Regions from separate parts of the Mus musculus genome. Here region 1 is linked to region 2. Evidence: chromatin contacts called from public Hi-C data. All regions are on one chromosome and are shown on one strand. The core of a region is the stretch at or near the end of the contact, and the rest is flanking DNA. Distances in the headings are between cores, read along the strand shown. Region 1 has its middle 70 kb from the start of Gm51759. Region 2 has its middle 29 kb from the start of Gm22995.

Region 1 (5,000 bases), core at 989-3,488, 280 kb after region 2:
GCAAGACACATGGGCATCTCCTCTTTCCTGAATTTTTACTACTTTTATAAGACTGGAGAGAGGCTTTAGGGATCCTGTGAGTTTCAGGAACTTCCTTAGACATACGCTTTTCTTACCTAAGTCTTAAGGAGCCTTCTTCTAGAAGAAAATGTTTTAATTAGGAGGAAATAGCCACACAGCATCACTTCTCTAAGGCCCTCCTCTTGTGTTATCCAGCTTTCCACTGTTGTATCAAATACTTAAGGTAATTAACTTATAAAGAGAAAAGGCTTATTTGGGGTCAAGATGTTGGAGGTTTCAGCCCATGACTATTTAGCTCCATTTCTTTTGGACATATGGCAAGGAAGCATATGGGTACCTTGCTTAAAGTACAAGCTGCTCATTTTCTGGCTAGAAAATCAAAGAGTGAAAGAGGAAAGGATTTGGACGTCACAGCCTCCTTTAAGAGCACCCCATCATAATGTAAAGACTTTCTGCTGGGCCTTTCCTTCTAACCACTCTGCATCCCGCTATTCCTACACCTTTACCCCATGAACGTTGGGGAAGTTTTCCAATTCCAAACTGCAGTGTCTTTATTTGTATGGACTTGTCTATACATGTCCCCTAGATAGTTACACACACACGCACATGCACACGCACACACACAGCCTTTTCCTCTTTTCTCTAGTAAATATGAAAAACCAACCAACCAACCAAACAAAGAACAGCAATGACAACCACAAAATGCAGAACACCATAATAGAACAGATGCTGGTAGGGCTGTGGGTGGCACATCAGGTGCCCCTTACTTTTATATCTGCTTACTTTCTCACCACTGCTACATCAAAACACACCAAGCTCAATGGAGCCTCAAAGTTTCTGATCTGAAGGTTTTCCAGGCTATAAGCTGCAAAATTCAAGTCCCACTACAGGAATAACCAATCAAAGTATAGCCTCAGAATAGCTGGTCCATGTGTGATGGAAACTCAAAACTTTTCTTTTGCTCTTTCTCTCTATTGCTTGCCAGGGACCTGTAACAGGCTTACTGGAAACTGTCCCTTGTTCTAAAAAGAAAACCCATCAGGACTCATGAAAGCCACTAGCGTCTGCACAGAGAGGACCAGGGTACCATACAGAGAAGGAAATGACCAGAGGCCAGGGTCAACAACTGGGGAACAGGAGTTGAGGGGAGTCTCTGTCCTCTGGCTGCTTGGCAGGGCCCTGCTTTCCAAGGCCTTGGCCAGGGCAACCCAGTTTATTTTCGGTTAATCTGGGTATGCCCTAATTTATTACTGGAGCCTCAAATTTGCATGTCTACTTTAAGAGACCCTAACAAGTACACATAATAAAATGTTAATTTATGCCTTCTGTGAGGATTGGGATCTAGCGTGGCTTTGACGCAACTGCAAAGCAGAACAAATCTGGAAACTCTGGCAGGCAGGCAGGATGGTGGGGGAGGGACTGCGCGCTTCTCTGGGTTTTAGAAGGGCAGCTGCTGGAGGAGGCTGGGAAAGTATCCTGGCGTTCCCCTCCATGTACAACCCAAGGGGGCTTTCTACAATAGTCCAGGGTGGCCCTTTTGTCTCAGACCCCTGACTAAACACAATATCAAAATATCACCAAGCATAAAGCAGGCCGGTTGGTAAATACTTGGTGGATTGATTCATAATACTGGGAATGTCTTGAGCACAGACATTTCCTTCCGCGGTTCTGGAACTGTCAGGTCTTGCTTAGCTGCTCCTAAGCTCCACGCCCAGCTTCTCTCTGAAGAAAGCAGCCCACGCTTGCATTCGTGCGGCATTTATGGAAGCTGCGAACAGCCACTCCCGCAAAGGATCGCTGGATTCCTCAGACATTACCCAGTGCAGGCTGTCCTGGGAGATCTTTCACATCAGTTGTGATCTCCTCAGGTACCATCCCCATGGCTGACACTCTAGAGCAGTGTTTCTCAATAGTCCCTCCTGTGTGGTTACCCTCAGCCATAAAACTATTTTTGTTGCTACATTATAACCGTAAATTTGCTATGTTATTGATGATAAGGTAAATATTTGTGTTTTCTGATGGTCCCTTGAAACAGTCATTTGACCCTCAAAGAGATGACGACCCACACAGGCTGAGAACCGCTGCTCTAGCGTCTCTTAAACTGGTCCTCTTATTCAGAACCATACTATTTATTTACATCTCCTCATTATACTGACCTTGGGAGGATTTCAGGATTAAAATATACCAGCAGACTTCTGGTAGGTTTATGTAACCAACTTCTGGCGCTCCTGCCAAATCTATGATACCACATTCCTCCAAGAACCACTCCTTTCTCCACAAACGGAACCCCAAGTAAGCAGCCATCACCCAACCACCACGGCCATGGATTGTATCAGGGGCCCTTGGCCCTCATCGGGTGAGCACTATCTTCCTCTTAGGAATTTATAACTAGGTTTAAGAAAGTTGAGTAGACATTAGTATCTGGGTCAGGCATGGAGTTTGGAGGTACAGAGGACATTTGCTAAGAGAATCAAGACAAGCCAGGATATGGAGTAAAAAAAGAAAAATAAAGTAAAATAGAATCTGCATAGATTTGGGTATCCTTCATGCTGCTGGGTTCTGAAGGTGACTCAATATTCTTTCCAATAATTTCCTATTCGTCGACTGGGCTTATTTGACTGGATTTCCGGTACTTGCTTGCAAAGGGACTTTCAAAAGACATTACTTTTTATGATAGAGTTCTGTTGCTGTAATCAGGACTGCATCCCTCACTGAATTGTCGCCCTCTATAGGATTGACTGCCCAACTTCCAGTGGCTTATGACACCAGTATCATAATCCACACTTAGACTCAGGGTGCTCTACAAACTGTTCATCTAACCCAGGTCATTTTCTCTGTCTCTTCCATATAGCCCCGTTTTTTGAGTCAGTCTATCTGTCTCTCTGTCCTTCTCACTCTCTCACCCTCTTCCTCTGCCGCACCTCTGTATTCAGAGGTCATCCTCTAGTGTTATTTCTGGGCAGCTCATCTTGATTTTGTGGTAGGCCAACACTGGACTGGAACGCACAATAGTTAAATCTGGCTGTCTACTGAGCCTCAGCTTCTTGTCCTACTGAGCCTTGTCATCAGTACTGTGACCACAAGTATATATCATGCTGTTCTTTTCACATTGGTCTGGGGACAGAAGTCCTATCTGCATGTTTTCGAGGTGAGCACTTTCCCAACTGAGCTATCTCCCTTGCTCCTGTCCTCCTTGTCTTAGTCAGGGTTTCTATTCCTGCACAAACATCATAACCAAGAAGCACTTGGGGGAGGAAAGTATTTATTCTGCTTACACTTCCATACTGCTGTTCATCACCAAGGAAGTCAGGACTGGAACTCAAGCAGGTCAGAAAGCAGGAGCTGATGCAGAAGCCATGGAGGGATGCTCTTTACTGGCTTCTTCTCCTGGCTTGCTCAGCTTGCTCTCTTATAAAACCCAAGACTACCAGCCCAGAGATGGTCCTACCCACAAGGGGCCTTTCCCCCTTGATCACTAATTGAGAAAATGCCTTACAGTTGGATCTCATGGAGGCATTTCCTCAACTGAAGCTCCTTTCTCTGTGATAACTCCAGCTGTGTCAGGTTGACACAGAACTAGTCAGTGCACTCCTCTTTAGAGCTCTCTAAACCTTATTTCCCTGTGTCACTGCCTGGGTTGGAATGGTCTTTCCTTTCTTCTTGGCCATACATGAGATCTGGATTAGACACTGGAAGCTTTTCAGTTTCATATATGACCACTCTGGAAAAAGCGGGCACAGTTCTTATTAACAGCAGCGAACAATTTGCCTAATGAAAACTGAGTTTAAACTGCTAAAGAAGTGAGAGAGCTAAACTGTGTTCTTGGCTCACTGGGAAGGAGTGTCTTCCTTTCATAAAAACTTTAACATTTCTCAGCACTGAGGGAGGAGCCAAATAGCACCAGTGTTCTCCCAGATGTAAAGGGCATGGTGGGGTCTGTATATAGAGAGAGCATAAAATAACTTATCAGACCCCTACTTTGTGTGTTCAGTGTCAATGGATTACACCCTGAACTGAAGCAAGAATGGCAGAGGAGAAGCCCACTGGATGAATGGTTTTAATACTGTCTGATGACAATAAAGCCAGAGATGCTGGAGTGAGTGGAGAGATGGATCAACAACGTCAAGAGTATTGACTGCTTTGCCAGAGGACCCAGGGTCAATTCCCAGCATCTACTTGGTGAGTCACAACCATCTGTAACTCCAGTTCCAGGGAATCTAAACGCCTCTTCTGACCTCTGTGTGTACCAGGTATATATGCTGTACACAGACATATATGCAGGAAGAACACCCCACATGGTAATTAGTAATAATACTATTAATAAAGCCATAGATGTTGAATATATTTCTGGTGGGAGGCCAGTGGAAATGGGAAACACTGCTGGTGTGCACGACAGGCACTCTCATTTTAGGTCCATGGAACCACGCCATAAAATAGTTCACACAACATTTGTTACAAAAAGAAGCCCAAAGAAATTATTTCTTTCAAATTTTAGGCAAAAGAAACCTAATCTGTACTTTGTGCCAATCACTGTCATGGTGACCCACATTCCTGTGGGACTGGCAGCACATGGTACCTACCCCTGGGCCTTCTCACTTGTACATTGGTCCCTTGCATTTTTTCCCTTATAAGAAGCAGTTTTCAATATCACAGGAGTGGAGAGGGATGCAGCAAGGACAGGAGGGAGGGGCTGAGTTAGAAAGAGTCATCAAAAAGCAAAACAGACAGAGTTGTGTCCTGCAAACACGACATACGGGATTGCAAGACTCTTTTGATGGCCGCGCATATGGAGAAGGGCTCTCACTGCTTACGCTCGCCACTGCATTTCTTCTCCATCCCTTCTGGCTTCCTGTCATCCCTTGCCAAAAGAAATGTTTTTCTGTCATTCTTTGAAATCATTTCAATTCTGTTTTGGAGTGGGCTCCAATTTGTTTTAAGTGCAGGATTTCACACCAATGCGGGAATCAAAACTTTAAAAC
Region 2 (5,393 bases), core at 1,220-3,719:
GAGTCTATAACTTAGACTAAGCTTCTGGAAGACACACAATGAACATCCAATTAAATGATTTTCTTGATGAATTCTCGCTTACTGTGTAGAATATCTTCTTATTTCTTCCTGACTTCCTCTTTAGAATGACTTTCACTAGTCTCCTCCTGTGTCATCCCTCCCGTCAACAGAACAATGCATGATTTGGGGGTCACAGGTCATCCATTTTACACACCACCTCAGACACAGCTTGCTTTCAAACCCACGTTGATTTGAAATATCCTGAACTGGAAAGCATGTTTTCCAATAACCCACTCTATCCTCTGTTGTTTGTACCGTTGGTGTTTTACGTTTGCTAGCCTGCTGTAGCTCGAAGCCCATTGGGAGGTCTAAACGGATCACTTCTTCATAACCTGGAAAGTGTGGCTCTCTGGAGGACCGTGCTCTCAGCTTACCTCATGCGCGTACTTTTGTGAATCTGTGAAGGAAGATTTTTCCAACACAAGTTGGTACCCACAAGAAATAGAAGTGGTGAAAGTAGTGTAGATATAAGATATTTATTTAGGGATAATGCTCACTGTTTTCTTCCTGTTGTCTTGCCCATCAGCATGGGAACTCTGGGAGGTCCCTATCTTATCTCTCAGGGGCAGGATGATGCCTTTTAAAAATGTAAGGAGAATCCATTGCTCTGTACAAGCATACAGATCTGCTAGCCCAGCCAGCACAACAATGACGCGCTGATGCCAAAGGACTCCCACACTTTCTCTCCATGAGTAATTCAGCACACTCCACTGTCAGTCAGCTAGCAACAACGCTCCCCTCTCCCCTTAGTATGCTTATATTTCCAGAGTCTTTCCCACCACTTCTCAGGCTCAGGATACATTCTTTCCCTTCCAGCTTGATAAACTGGAAAGGGCAGCAAGATTACTTGATTTCTCTTACTGGATAAAAGCCCTTTTCTCATACAAGTTATCCTGGACCTTGCTGCCTCTCAGACTCTGGCTCCAGAGGGACCGGTGTTGCCTGCTCTGTCCTGAATGCCTGTGATCCCACAGTAATAAGTAGAGTGAGATACTTGCACTCTTGTTAGGGTTGCTGGTGTGCAAGTGAAAGCAATTGCCGAAGCTACTTGACATCAGATGAGACATGTTCCCTTCCAGAATCTCTGCTGCAAGTGAAAATATTTATGAGTTCCTAGGCTGTTTCTCAGACTGTCGTGCCTTCTACTTAATCATAAATAATTTATAATGCTTTTGTCGGGGGTGGGGGAGGACAGATACAAAACAGGGTTTCACTGTGTAGCTCTGGAACTTTGTGGACCAAGCTGACCTTGGACTCAGAGATTCCCCTTCCTCAACCTCCTGTGCTGGGATTAAAGGTATGAACCACCACTGCCAGATAATACTTCTTGTATAGTCCTGAAATGAAAGAGACAGCTACTACAATCTATCTAGACATCATTTTAAAAAATCAATATAATGCACTAAAACCAAAACAAACAAAAACAAACAAAACAAAACAAAAACTCTAAAAGAAATAGAGGGAAATGGTTTCTAGCAGGTCACCAATGAGTTTCCTGATGTAAATGCAAAGGATTAGTATTCTAGAGAAGGTAGTCGATAGGGGGGGAGGGGCTCTATTTATTAGCTAAGTCAACATCAACCTCTAACAATGACAAGGGTGGATGGTGGACATGCTCAGCTTGGAGAAATCCAGGATTGAAACTAGCCTCAGAGGTACCATGATCAGGATGATAGTTTTCATGAAAAATGTGATCAAATTCAAATAAAATAAAGAGCAGTCTTGAATGGGAAGGTTTGGCAGTAGGGTGGGCACCTCTTCTGCCCTCACATAATATGAACACTTTTTTTAATGGATACAAATCAGCTCTGGAACATTGACAAGTTAGACGGGCTGCAAAACAGGTTGTTGTTGCTGGTGGTTTGATTTATTCTGTCTGGACCTTTCTGGCAAGCTTTGGAACCGCTGCACTCCTGGAGACGGGATTAGTAAGAAATCAAACTCAGCAGTTTTGTTATCTTGATAACAACAACAACAACAATCTTCTGTTTGATTGCTTATATGTTGGAAAAGGGATGACAAAGTACTCATTGAGAGCCATGTCGCCATCGCCTGTCAGCAGGGAATGTGGACAGAGTGGGATAAGATGTGGTAGGTGTGATGGGGGTTTTGTTTGACATTTATTGGGACCCAAGATGCTTCAGTGTTGCTGAAGGGATGTAATGTGCTTCTGAACTCCATTTCAGAAACTGGGCCTGAGTTGGGCAGCCTGCAGAGGCTAAGTAGCCTCCTGAAGGCCAAACAAGAAGGAAGTAACGAGAGGAGCAGAGTTTGGTTCCATAGCAGGAACATTCTTGGCTCTGTGACTGAACAGAAAACGAAGAGATGGTCAGTACCACACACACAGCCAAGAGGCCCCTGCCTGGAAATTTCAAGGGGGTTCCCAGCTGAGCCGTGCCAGATGCATGAAAGCCCGGTCTGGGTAGAGAATGTCAATCAAGCTATTCACAGGCTCCAGCGGAGGGAGGTCCTGTCCACTGCTGTGCGGCAGAGTCGGAATCTTGGCCCGAGACCCAGCCTGGAACAATGCCACTCTCTATGGGATTTTTCATTCTTTCTCTCTCTTTTTTTTTCCGTTCTTAAAAAAAAACTTCATTGTTTTCCCCTTTATAATAGAAATAATAGATGTTCGTTGTAAAATGTTCCTACAGTGTAAAGATGCAAAAAGCAAGAAAAGACAATTCTACAATTCCATCGCTCAAAATTAATTACTGCTTACATCTTTTGCTTTGGGATTTTTCCTTGTGTATATAAAAACATTAATTTTAAAAGACATCACATTACAACGACCGTTTTTTAGCTTGTTGCATTTATCGTGCAATGAACGTATTTTGATTTCTAGTCACTACCGATCTGCGACAACCTGGATCCTTCCTTCTTTTCAGAGGTTACAGAACACAGGTCTATGTCTACTTTTCATTAGGTCCACAAGGAAACTGTAGAGGGGCAAACAGATCTCAGAAATAATCATTTTTCACATTTTTTGCCCTCACAAACAATACTACAATAGGTGCCACTGGATATGCATATTTGTGCAAGAGTAAAAATATCTTCATGATTAAGTTGTCAAATAACCAGCAAAGACTCTACCAAATGACATTTTCCTAATAGTGCTTGAAAAATGTCCTTTTTTTTTTTAAACCCCTGAGTAATCTATTTAGTAAAAATGTATCTACTCTTTGCTCTGGGGAAAAGAATATGCACTGATCATTTGAAAATATAATAAACCATGTGAAACAACTATCATAGCTCTCAGACATAACCACTGAGATGTGTGAGTGTGAATCTAGAGCCCAGGGGATGGTACATATCCACTGGAGACCCGAGGGCAGCTATTCAGAAAAAGGGTCTTCAGGATAGATTAGCAATGTCAAGGGAGAGAATCCTTGATTCCACTGGGCCTATACCAAATAGTATGTGAGAGAAGAGATGGTACAGAAGACAGGGTGATAGAAACAGAAACAAGACTAGAGTGATTCGGCCACAAGCCAGGGAAGGCCAAGGATCGCCAGTCGTCATACAGAACCACTGAGAACACAAGCATACATTTTTTTTCCTGTGCGGACATGTTTTCAGTTCTTTTGGGTGTATACCTACCAGACTAACTGCAAGATCACATGATGATCACATATTTATAAGATATGGCAAACCGGTTCCACGGTAGCCTCATCAGCTTATAATTCCATGAGCAAAGTACACAGATGTGTGGCTCACTCTTGTTTTCCATTTTTAAAATTATTATAGTCCTTGCAGTAGGGATTTTATCCCCAGGGTAAGCAGAGAGGCAGCAAATGCGTTTTTCTTCATTGCTTCTAGGAAGAATCTCTCCTCTGAAATCTTTATTTCCAACTTCTTGCCTCAGGATCTGTGAGGGGCTCAATGTCTGCTGTTCTGTTATGCTGTGATCTTTGTGGTAGTCAGCATGCCAGGCAGCTGACATCTCTCCAAGCCTCTGTCTCTTCATGTGCACATGGGCACCACACGTAGTTATTCGGATCAGTGTGTACCTGCCTGTAGGGATTAATTGTAAAAGTATTTTTTTTATTCTTCTGTTGTAATTGTAGTCTCCATTGATAACTGCTCCCGTCTGCTAACCAGGGCCTAATCCTGGAAGCTTCTAGCCTCTGTACAATCTAATCGAGGACTAGACTGTTTTCAGCCTCTGAGACTTGCTAAGCTCATCCCTTCCTAGTTCTTTCTGATCTCTGGATGGCTGTTTGAACTCATCTTCATCTTTTCTGGCTCAAAACTCCTCTCCAAGCGGACTTGTCCAATCTGGCTTCTCTTTCAGCCGCCTCTGAATAGCTCTACATGGCCTCATACTACCTTTGGCAACATGCTCTAATCTTTGGACTCTTTCTCATTCTCTGGCTTGTTCTGCCTTCACTTGTGTCTAGCTTGTTCTGACTCTCCATCCTGTCTCTGCTCCACTGTCCTGGAAAAGCTGCCTCATTCCTCTCTCTTTCCCGGTGCTGCTCCATCTTGTCACTTCCCTTCCCTTTCTCTTCTCATCATGAGAGTTGGGCGTATCCTGTTCTGCGAAATCTTTCTCTGATTTGTCACTTTGTCTGCCACTCAATGAAACATCACTTTCAAACATAGGTGCTTCCTTCCACCAACTAACTTTAAATTTATTGCTTGGAGTAAAAAGTATATACTAAGGCTGTGTCTATATTCCAGCTAGAGGGGTCAAATGTGTGTGCTAAGGGCTAAGGGCTGAGCCACCCTATCCCTAGAAACTGTTTTTTTTTTTTCAGCAAATGACACAATCTTGAGGTTCATAGTGTCATAAAATATACCACAACAAATAATCTCTTCTGCCTGTGTGAAAGCATCACCTGTCAATAAAAAAAAAAAAAATCCTATGGTCTATAGGAAAGGGTAGACTAGAAGCTGGCACGTCTGACAGAGAAAGAAACTCAGGGAAGGAGTCAGGAAGACACTGAATACTGTGAATGGATCCATTGAGTTACGAGCTCTAACGTCAGAGAAAAAGTGCAGCTGGGGACCTAGACATTAGCTCACAATTAGACAAGCCCCTTGCCATTATTTGGGAATTGGGGCAGACATAGTAAAAATGGTTATACCTGCTATTTTACATACTATTTTTGTTTGTTTAATATTATATGCACTGTATCTGTGTTAGTTAAAAGAGAGCCACATAATTTATTTTAAACATTTACATGAAGTTTTTTAAAAATTATTTTAAAATTTTAATTGATTTACTTTATATCCTAACTGCAGTTTCCCATCTGTCCTCTCCTCCCAGTCCCACATACCTTCCTCCCCCACCCCATCCACTCCTCCTCTCTTTCTCTTCAGAAACAGGGAGG

What was found. A called contact is a pair of places that touch in the nucleus more often than the background predicts.
Region 1: a Hi-C map of uterus shows a contact between it and region 2, with 2.8 times the contacts expected there. The contact joins two enhancer-like sites. A contact is called at or near these places in 3 of 15 datasets of contacts at CTCF or cohesin (the NIH/3T3 cell line, large pre-B cells and pro-B cells), 12 of 484 Hi-C or Micro-C datasets (the N1E-115 cell line, bone marrow-derived macrophages, cardiomyocytes and 7 more), 4 of 115 datasets of contacts at active chromatin or transcription factors (astrocytes, bone marrow-derived dendritic cells, large pre-B cells and 1 more) and 1 of 9 other capture datasets (liver).

Annotation. Positions count from the first base shown.
Region 1 is chr10:14,194,718-14,199,717 of GRCm38.p6, forward strand. No RefSeq gene overlaps it. Among named protein-coding and RNA genes, the nearest start is that of Gm51759, 70 kb to the left of the region's middle. Within about 2 kb of position 2,239, at least 47 of the 459 cell types and tissues checked have an H3K27ac peak or open chromatin away from gene starts, as enhancers often do. A contact at or near this core is called in cortical glia and uterus, where this site is marked.
Region 2 is chr10:13,914,677-13,920,069 of GRCm38.p6, forward strand. No RefSeq gene overlaps it. Among named protein-coding and RNA genes, the nearest start is that of Gm22995, 29 kb to the left of the region's middle. Within about 2 kb of position 2,470, at least 51 of the 459 cell types and tissues checked have an H3K27ac peak or open chromatin away from gene starts, as enhancers often do. A contact at or near this core is called in cortical glia and uterus, where this site is marked.